Linked DNA regions of Hordeum vulgare: region 2 is linked to region 1. Evidence: chromatin contacts called from public Hi-C data. All regions are on one chromosome and are shown on one strand. Each heading gives the region's core, a stretch centred on a gene start, on an enhancer-like site or on the middle of the called end of the contact. The rest is flanking DNA. Distances are from core to core; before and after follow the strand shown.

Region 1 (3,853 bases), core at 344-2,843:
GCTACTACTAAGTTGATAGTAGTAGCGCGTGGTAGATACTCGCGCTACTACTATGTGGTGTCCACTGTGCCCCCCGGGACATGCCGTAGTACTAGCGTGGGGTATAAATCCCGCGCTACTATTAAGTTCATAGTGGTAGCGCGGGGTATAAACCTATGCTGCTACTAAGTGGTCTCCGTCGTGGCACCCGCGACAGACCGTAGTAGTAGTGCGGGGTATAAATTTCGTGCTACTACTATGTAAAAAGTTTTTCAACAACCCTGGAATCCCCATATCCGTCTCCGAATCCCTCCTCTCTCTCGTCACTCTTCCCTTCTCTCCATAGGCTCTCCCACAGGGCCTGCCCATGTTCGCCTCCTCCATGTTATCGAAAGAGGACGCCGCCTCGCACCTTCATGCCACCATGCCGGAGCACCTCACCTCGGTGACTAACCCCGTTGTTCCCTCCATCACCTTCCTCTCACCCTCGTTTCTCTCCCTCTCTCTCTCTCTCGTTTCTCTCTCTCTCTCTCCCTCTCCCTCTCCCTCTCCCTCTCCCTCTCCCTCCCTCGTTTCTAGTTCTCTCTCTCCCTCTTGTTTGACTCACCCTCATTGCTCATGCCAGTGCATGTCGTCGCCATGGACAACGAGGAGCTATTTACCTTGGCTGCGAACAGGAGCTCCACACTGTCGCCTTTCTCTGCCTTGGATTTGGACCCTCTCTAGCAACCGTCGTCGGATTTGGTCTGCCGCTGCCCGTCCGCGACTCAGGCGACCCGTGCCATCACTGGATTGAATTATTACCACCATTGACAATACACACGGGATTGATATTTTTTATTTTCAAAATTCATAGTAGTCGTTGCTCACATCCACGCGCTACATATAATTAGTAGTAGCACGGGTGGTACCCACGTTATTATTATCACACATAGTGGTAGCGCGGAATGACACACGCTACTACTACAAATTAGTTGTAGTGTCCTAGCAGTAGCACAGACCCCCGCGCTACTGCTACGGTAAAACTCACGCTATTACTAGGCTTTTTTCCTAGTAGTGAAAGTAGACTAAGACACTGGTTATTTTAACTTCAGAGCCTCAATCTATATATAAAATAAAGCCCGTGAGCAAGAAAGACTTAGATGTGACCGGTCAACGTTCACCGACGTGTCCGCAGATGTTTAAAGATTGGCTTATCAAGCTTGGCTGTAGATACTCTCATGTCCTTCATGGTACGGAGAAAAGCTCGGTTAATTGGTCCTCAAAACGTACTGTTAATCTGGAGTTTGCTCTTGCGGAAACCCGATCAAAAAACATCCGTTGGCCTTTGAGCTACGCGAAGAGGAACGCATCTCGACATGTTGCATCTATTGTTGTCGCGATATGATGATGATACTAGTACTAGTATCTAAGAAAGGTTTTGTGGCACATATGCTAGCAGGGACGGAATGCATGATGCATCACACGTACACGTACTGCTCCAGGCCAACTGTAGTGTCACTTGGCGTACTAGCATTGTCACCAATTATGACCCATCGGCCGCACTGCACTGCCATCTGCGTCGCATAATTAATTGGCGGGTCCGTCGAGGTCCACAGCTCCACTCTCAGTCTGAGTGCAACCGGACCCCCCACCGCAGCAAGTGCTTTTGTCGCATAGGCTGTACGGAGTGTCGCCTCTAGTCACATGGGTGCTGTGACTGCTAACATAAATGGAAAAAGACCGCCTAGCTTGTCCGCACATATGGTGGCACCTCGACGCGTGTCGCAACGTCAGGGTATACCAAAACACCCGCAAATGACCGAACTGGCCCATTCGGGCACTGCTAGGCCGTGACCGCATTTGGTACACATGTGTGCGTTTGGATTAAAACTGATACCCCTCCTGTCACAGTTTAAAAAGCATGCACGTTTATTTAGATTATCAATTTAATTTATATAAAATATATTATTTAATATAAAAATTATATTATTAGAAAATAGAACATCTAAAATTTCTAATGATATATTTTTTATAATATATGTTTTTCATTAACTTTGTCAAATTAACGACCTATGTACATGTGCTGGACTTGTAAACTGAGACGGAGGGAATAGAAACGATATTTTAATCATTTGACGTAGTCTTATATTATGTTTGTCTTGTGTTCCTCTGTACGCATTTCTGGCTCAAATTTATGATAGATTTTCGTTCAGGCGGACATGAGATGGACGTTAGTGTGTATGCTTGTCCTTTGTCTCGGACTGTGCTTTTACCGTTCACCTAGGACGCGTTTGGTTCCCTGCATTAGGCCTAGCCTGGCCCGCGCGGAAAAGGAAGTGGCCCGTTTGGTTGCCTGCCTTTACTGTATGTCCCGCATGGCACGAACCTTAAAGCGGCTTCAGGCCAGGCCAAGGGGAAACGCTTGAATCAGCAGTAGCTCGCGAGCCTGGCTCGGGCGACGAAGGGACGGCGACGCGCTTCTCTCCTCGTGCGACCAAGGAGATGGCGCGAGCTCGCCCGCGTCGCCGAAAAATCAACGAGAGGATTTCGGCTCACCTCCCGCCGAGTCCGCCCCTATTTAGCCCCCTCCCTCACCGCCCCAACTCCTGCCACTATTCTCCCCCCTTTCGAGCTTTGCCGCCGACGCGCATCGGCACCGACGAGCAGGTAAGCGAGGCATCTTCATCGGCCGGTGGTCCACGACGTCGGCGGTCCTTCAGTGGTCGACGGTTATCTTCTATGACCGTTCCCCCTCGTCCTCGAGCTGCATACATGGCTTCTGTGAGTTCAATCCCACTTTCTCTCTGTTCCTTCTAACTAGATCTGAGCTGCAGCTAGGGTTTGATGTAGATGCATGGTTGATTAGTGCTCTTATCTGTGAGCTCATATCCTTGATTGCTATACTGCGGTTGCAATTTGTGATAGGGTTAGATGTTCAAGCATGTGGTAGGCTAGATTAGTAGTAGAGTTTGAAGTTGAAACTTGTGCTTGTGTTGATTCGTGCTTAGATCTGTGATTTGTAGCTATTGATGGTTCATTTGTAGCATGATGTTTGTTGTAGATGTATGTTCCTTCTCATAGATTGTGTGGTATGCTTAGTATGAGAGCGATGAATCGTGTGCTTAGTATGATAGTGATGAAGCATGTGCTTGGTATGATAGTAATGAACCATGTACATGTATGCTTCTGCTTTCATGGATTGTCTGGTATGTTGTGTGTTATGCTTACTGTCAATGTGTGCTACGATTGTAAGACATGACCATGCAGATGCAAGATCTTAGTCAGGCCCTTGTTCTGTGAGACAGCTAGTTTCCTCCATTGTTTGTCCAGGACTCGCAACCTATGTTCGAGATGGCACCTGATTCAGAGGTGTTCGCGTCTCATTCCGTCTAATGTGCCAGTAGTGATCATTCAGCAAACTCCTGTTGTTGCCGCTGCAACAGCAAAGGCAAAGAAGGATGGTAGGTCGAACAACATGAAGTGGCACCCGTTCATGTCCACGTTCGTGCTGAACAAGATGTGTGAGCTCATCTCTAGTGAAGTTAGGACTGACAAGGGCTTCAAAGAGGTGCACTTAAACACCGTTGCGAAGCACGTGTTCGAGTTCTACGGGCAAGACGTGTCCGCCACCCAGGTGTACAACCACCTGAGAAAATGGAGAGGTCGATGGATCAAAGTGTCCAAGCTGAGAGACCTTAGCAGCGACTCATGGGATGAGAACACTTGCTCATAGTTGTGGAGGCAGAACACTACACCGGCCATGTCGCGGTTATCTCACATCCCTCTTCCTTTTCAAACTGTCCACCATTGCCTACTCCTAATCGCAACTAACAACACTTGTGTTTCATTCTTAGGACCACCCAAGGGACGCTGAGTTCCTCAATACACCCAT
Region 2 (3,853 bases), core at 692-3,191, 94 kb before region 1:
AAGTGGAGACTTGTAAACTTGTGGAGATAGAACCGAAAAGTTAAGCGTGCTTGACTGAATTAATGAGAGGATGGATGATCGGTCAGGAAGTTAGATGATTTGAAATGAATGAAGTGAGTACGGGTGGTTAGAGATTAAATTGTCAAATAATTCAAAGATTTGAAAGTCGTAAAAAATTAAAATTGAATTTATTTAAAAATAATAAAAAAATGATTTTTTTAGAAAAACGAAAAAACTTTTAGTCTGGGTTGGTAACACATGGAGGGCATTTAGTCCCGGTTCATGACAAACCGGGACTAAGGGGGGGGGGTCTTTAGTCCCAAGTTAATAGTCCCAGCTGAAGACCGGGACTATAGACTATAACCCCATTTTGTACTAGTGATGTTTATCGCATGATATAGTTAAAAGGAACACAATTTGTATGCCAATGGAAGGCATGTGATTATAATGGTACGATTCTCTTGATAGCCAGACCGAACTAAGATGATGTTACTGGCGCTTTCTACAAGAAATTCTAATATATGGATGTGGCTTTTTTAGTGAGAGAACATGGCTCCTCCACCAAACGGATGACTTCTTCCGCCCGCACTCCGTAGTCTGGAACATTTCGGCAAATCTAACGCACTGGATATGTCATACATTCTGTCACAAGCAAGCCGATATTTTGGCATGACCTTTGCTAAAAGGAGGACATATCGAGCGCCTAAATTTTTTCGAAACAGGAGTGAAACAACGTTGCTGCAAAACATATGCCACTCGGAGGTGTTCCCCTTGAGATGATACTTTGTTTCATCCATTCATTTATCTATCTCTCTAACAACAAAACAAACTATACGTAACCTATAATTTTTTCGAATCTATCCATTTTTATGGCATTTTTCAGAACGAAAGATATTAAAAGTGCATCAATGCTTTTTTGTGTACATCTTTAATGTGCGTATGAGAACAAGAAAAAAAGTTTAGTCTCTTGATGGATGGAAAACTAGAGGGTCATGTGACATACGAATAATGCAGAGGAACACTTGTTTTTTCACTTTTACGGGTGACAGGGTGGGTAATTTATTTGAACTTTAGTGATAATTTTGATTACAAAAGAATACTTTAGATCAACAATTAAGGAAGAGTTTTTCACTTATGGATGGCGGGTGGGTAATTACTTCAACTTTAGGGGCGGTTTCAATGACAGATGAAACAAATTCGAGAAACAATTAATGAAGAGTTTATCTCACGTGTGGCGCAGGGTAGACAATTTACTTAAAATTTAGGGGCATTTTCATTGGCAGAAGAAAAATCGTAAAAACAATTTACAAAGAGTTTTTTGCCACTTACAGGTGTTATGGTGGGTAATTTGGTTCAACTTTATCAATAACTTTGGGTAGGTGGACATACCAAAAAAATGGAGAAACACATCTATAGCCAATAATATTATTGGCTATAGATTTAAATTTGTTAGGGCTTGTATCATGCTCACGGAGGCGCGATGGTGGTGGCTCTTTGAAGATGAAATAAGGTTGTCCTCACCTAGCCCTCATCCCAGGGGTGCTTGGCATCGTCGAGGGCATGTTGAGATGTGTCTTCGGCGGATCTCGTTGGATTCGGTCGATGGTAGTCTTTGATGAATTTGCTCGGATCCGGTCTTGATTTGTTTATATTCATGTGTCTTCGATTTGTATACTTTTGATATAAGCTTCTTTTTATTGACTGCGATATTGTTGTTCAGGTGCCTGATTTTATAGGACCTTGGTAAGGCGACTTTCCAACTATTTACCACAACAATTTTTATCCAGTTTTGATGAGGAACGGACGATGACGACCATGCATATTCAGCTCACTTCAGTGTTCGTATTTTTTTAGATGGTTTACAAATCTGAATGTAATTTTTATTATTTTTAGCTTTGTTGTACTGCAATCGAAAGTTTTTGGGAAAAAAAGGTGAGCATCATGTCGTCAGTCAGCCAATGCTACGGCAGGTCTGTAGCGCCTCCGCTCCCTGTCAATGGGATGTGATCTATTTTATTTTCTTCTTTTTTGATAAAAGGAGGGATCTATTTTCTTTTTTTAAGTGAAAACAGTAGTAGCATTCGACTAGAGGGGTCTATTTATGCCCATCATATCGCAGGCAGAGCGTGCTCCGTTCCCATTCGTCCTCCTCTGTTAGCATATATTCCCAATATAGAAGTGCCGCCGCTACCATTATCATCGATCATCTGTCGTTCATAGTCTTGTGTTGTAGAGTGCTTTTAGACCTTAAGAGTGACACTGCAGCAACAGCAGTATATATATACTTGGATGGACAACGCCAAGCCATCGTGGTTCCACTCGCAGGCAGCGGCTGCGGCAGCGGATCTGACGCTGTCGTTCGGGTCGGCAGCCGGCAACCATGGCCGGGAAGAGATCAGGGAGGTGGCAACGCCGACAGCGCGCGTGAACGGCAAGGACGTGCGGCTGTTCCCGTGCCTCTTCTGCAACAAGACCTTCCTCAAGTCACAGGCGCTCGGCGGCCACCAGAACGCGCACCGCAAGGACCGCCTCGGCAGCTTCAGCGACCCCTACATGTACGGCCCCTACGACGAAGGCCACATCCGTGGCACCGCCGTTGATTCCGGCAGCGGCCGATCCATGAGCACCTCCATCTTATCGCACGGCGGTGGCAGCGTGTCAACTGGCGCTGATGCCAGGCCCGAGAGGTGGGGTAGCGGCGCTCCACGCTTTGGAGACCACGCGCAGCTCCTTGTGGATTCGCCCGCCGGACATGGCGTCGCGGTGGACATGCTCAGCACGAGGGCCTCCGTTGCAAGCGCCGGTGAGGAGCTCGAACTCGAGCTCCGCCTCTAGGATCATTGCGCACCATTCGTGTTCTTGCACAGGTACCTGCTACAATTTAAATCTTACTTTTCGCTCTATTTCCTCATCGATTTCCCCCTCTTTGCCGTGAGGAATTGAGGTAGCTCGACGTCCATTAGCGCCTCTACAGTTAGGTGTTCTTGATTGCGGCAGAATTAATTAACAAATTACATTCCCATATTAATAAATTACATAATCTATTGGCAGGTTAATTTCAATCGATGGATGTTCCGATATTTCCCAAATATCAGTTGTGTCGAAGGCGAGCCTGCAGTCCGTCCTTGAAAAGTGTACTGGGAGAGCTCTCCATGCGTTAATGTTATTGTGTTATTTTTGTTGTTATTTTCTAGTGCAAGTTTTGTTGTTGTTTGCGTCGTTAATACTTCCAGAAATATTTTTTGTTAATATGGAGTTTTGGACTCCAATTGGGCGAGATCGATGTAAGCCATGCAATAATTAACTCTGTATAATACCACTCCTTGAACCGTTTGCTCCTACTTCAATTTGTTTTGTCGCATGGAAGAGACCCATAATACATTCTGCTGCTAAATTCGGCAAGAGTTGCCAATGTTGGGTTTTGGACTTTTAGTGAAATATACTACAGGAGAAGCGGTCACGTTTTTTTTCTTCAAAAAGGAGAATTATCCCCAGCTTCTACATCAAACGATGTATATAATAATTTTATTATATTATTCAAGAGAACCCTAACAAAACAAATATGTGGATCAACTTGAAGCCATCATCTAGGCAACTATTGTTGTTACACCTACAAGCTGTTGATGATGTGGCCTGACCTCGCATCAATCTATTTCGATGACCTAACCAATCCGCCCACCGGCTAGCACAAAGCACCAATTGGTCTAGCTAGACCCTCTGCGCACAACGTATATGCATGCTCTAGAATCAGCTTCCGCCATCTTCTGACGTGCCATCTTCATGAATTATCAACGCATTGACCTTTCCACTCAATTCTTCCGTTGTCGGAAATCGTCATCGTCCTGCGTGTGTT

What was found. A called contact is a pair of places that touch in the nucleus more often than the background predicts.
Region 2: a Hi-C map of leaf shows a contact between it and region 1, with 4 times the contacts expected there. The contact joins the promoter of LOC123447431 here to the enhancer-like site in region 1. A contact is called at or near these places in 3 of 6 Hi-C or Micro-C datasets (leaf and seedling).

The regions. Positions count from the first base shown.
Region 1 is chr4H:597,181,556-597,185,408 of MorexV3_pseudomolecules_assembly, reverse strand. No RefSeq gene overlaps it. Among protein-coding and RNA genes, the nearest start is that of LOC123447430, 47 kb to the right of the region's middle. Within about 2 kb of position 1,593, at least 3 of the 3 cell types and tissues checked have open chromatin away from gene starts, as enhancers often do. A contact at or near this core is called in leaf and seedling, where this site is marked.
Region 2 is chr4H:597,276,250-597,280,102 of MorexV3_pseudomolecules_assembly, reverse strand. LOC123447431 reads left to right here and starts at 1,941. Exons shown (of 2, transcript XM_045124030.1): 1 at 1,941-2,867; 2 at 3,052-3,323. The coding sequence starts at 2,290. The coding sequence ends at 2,835.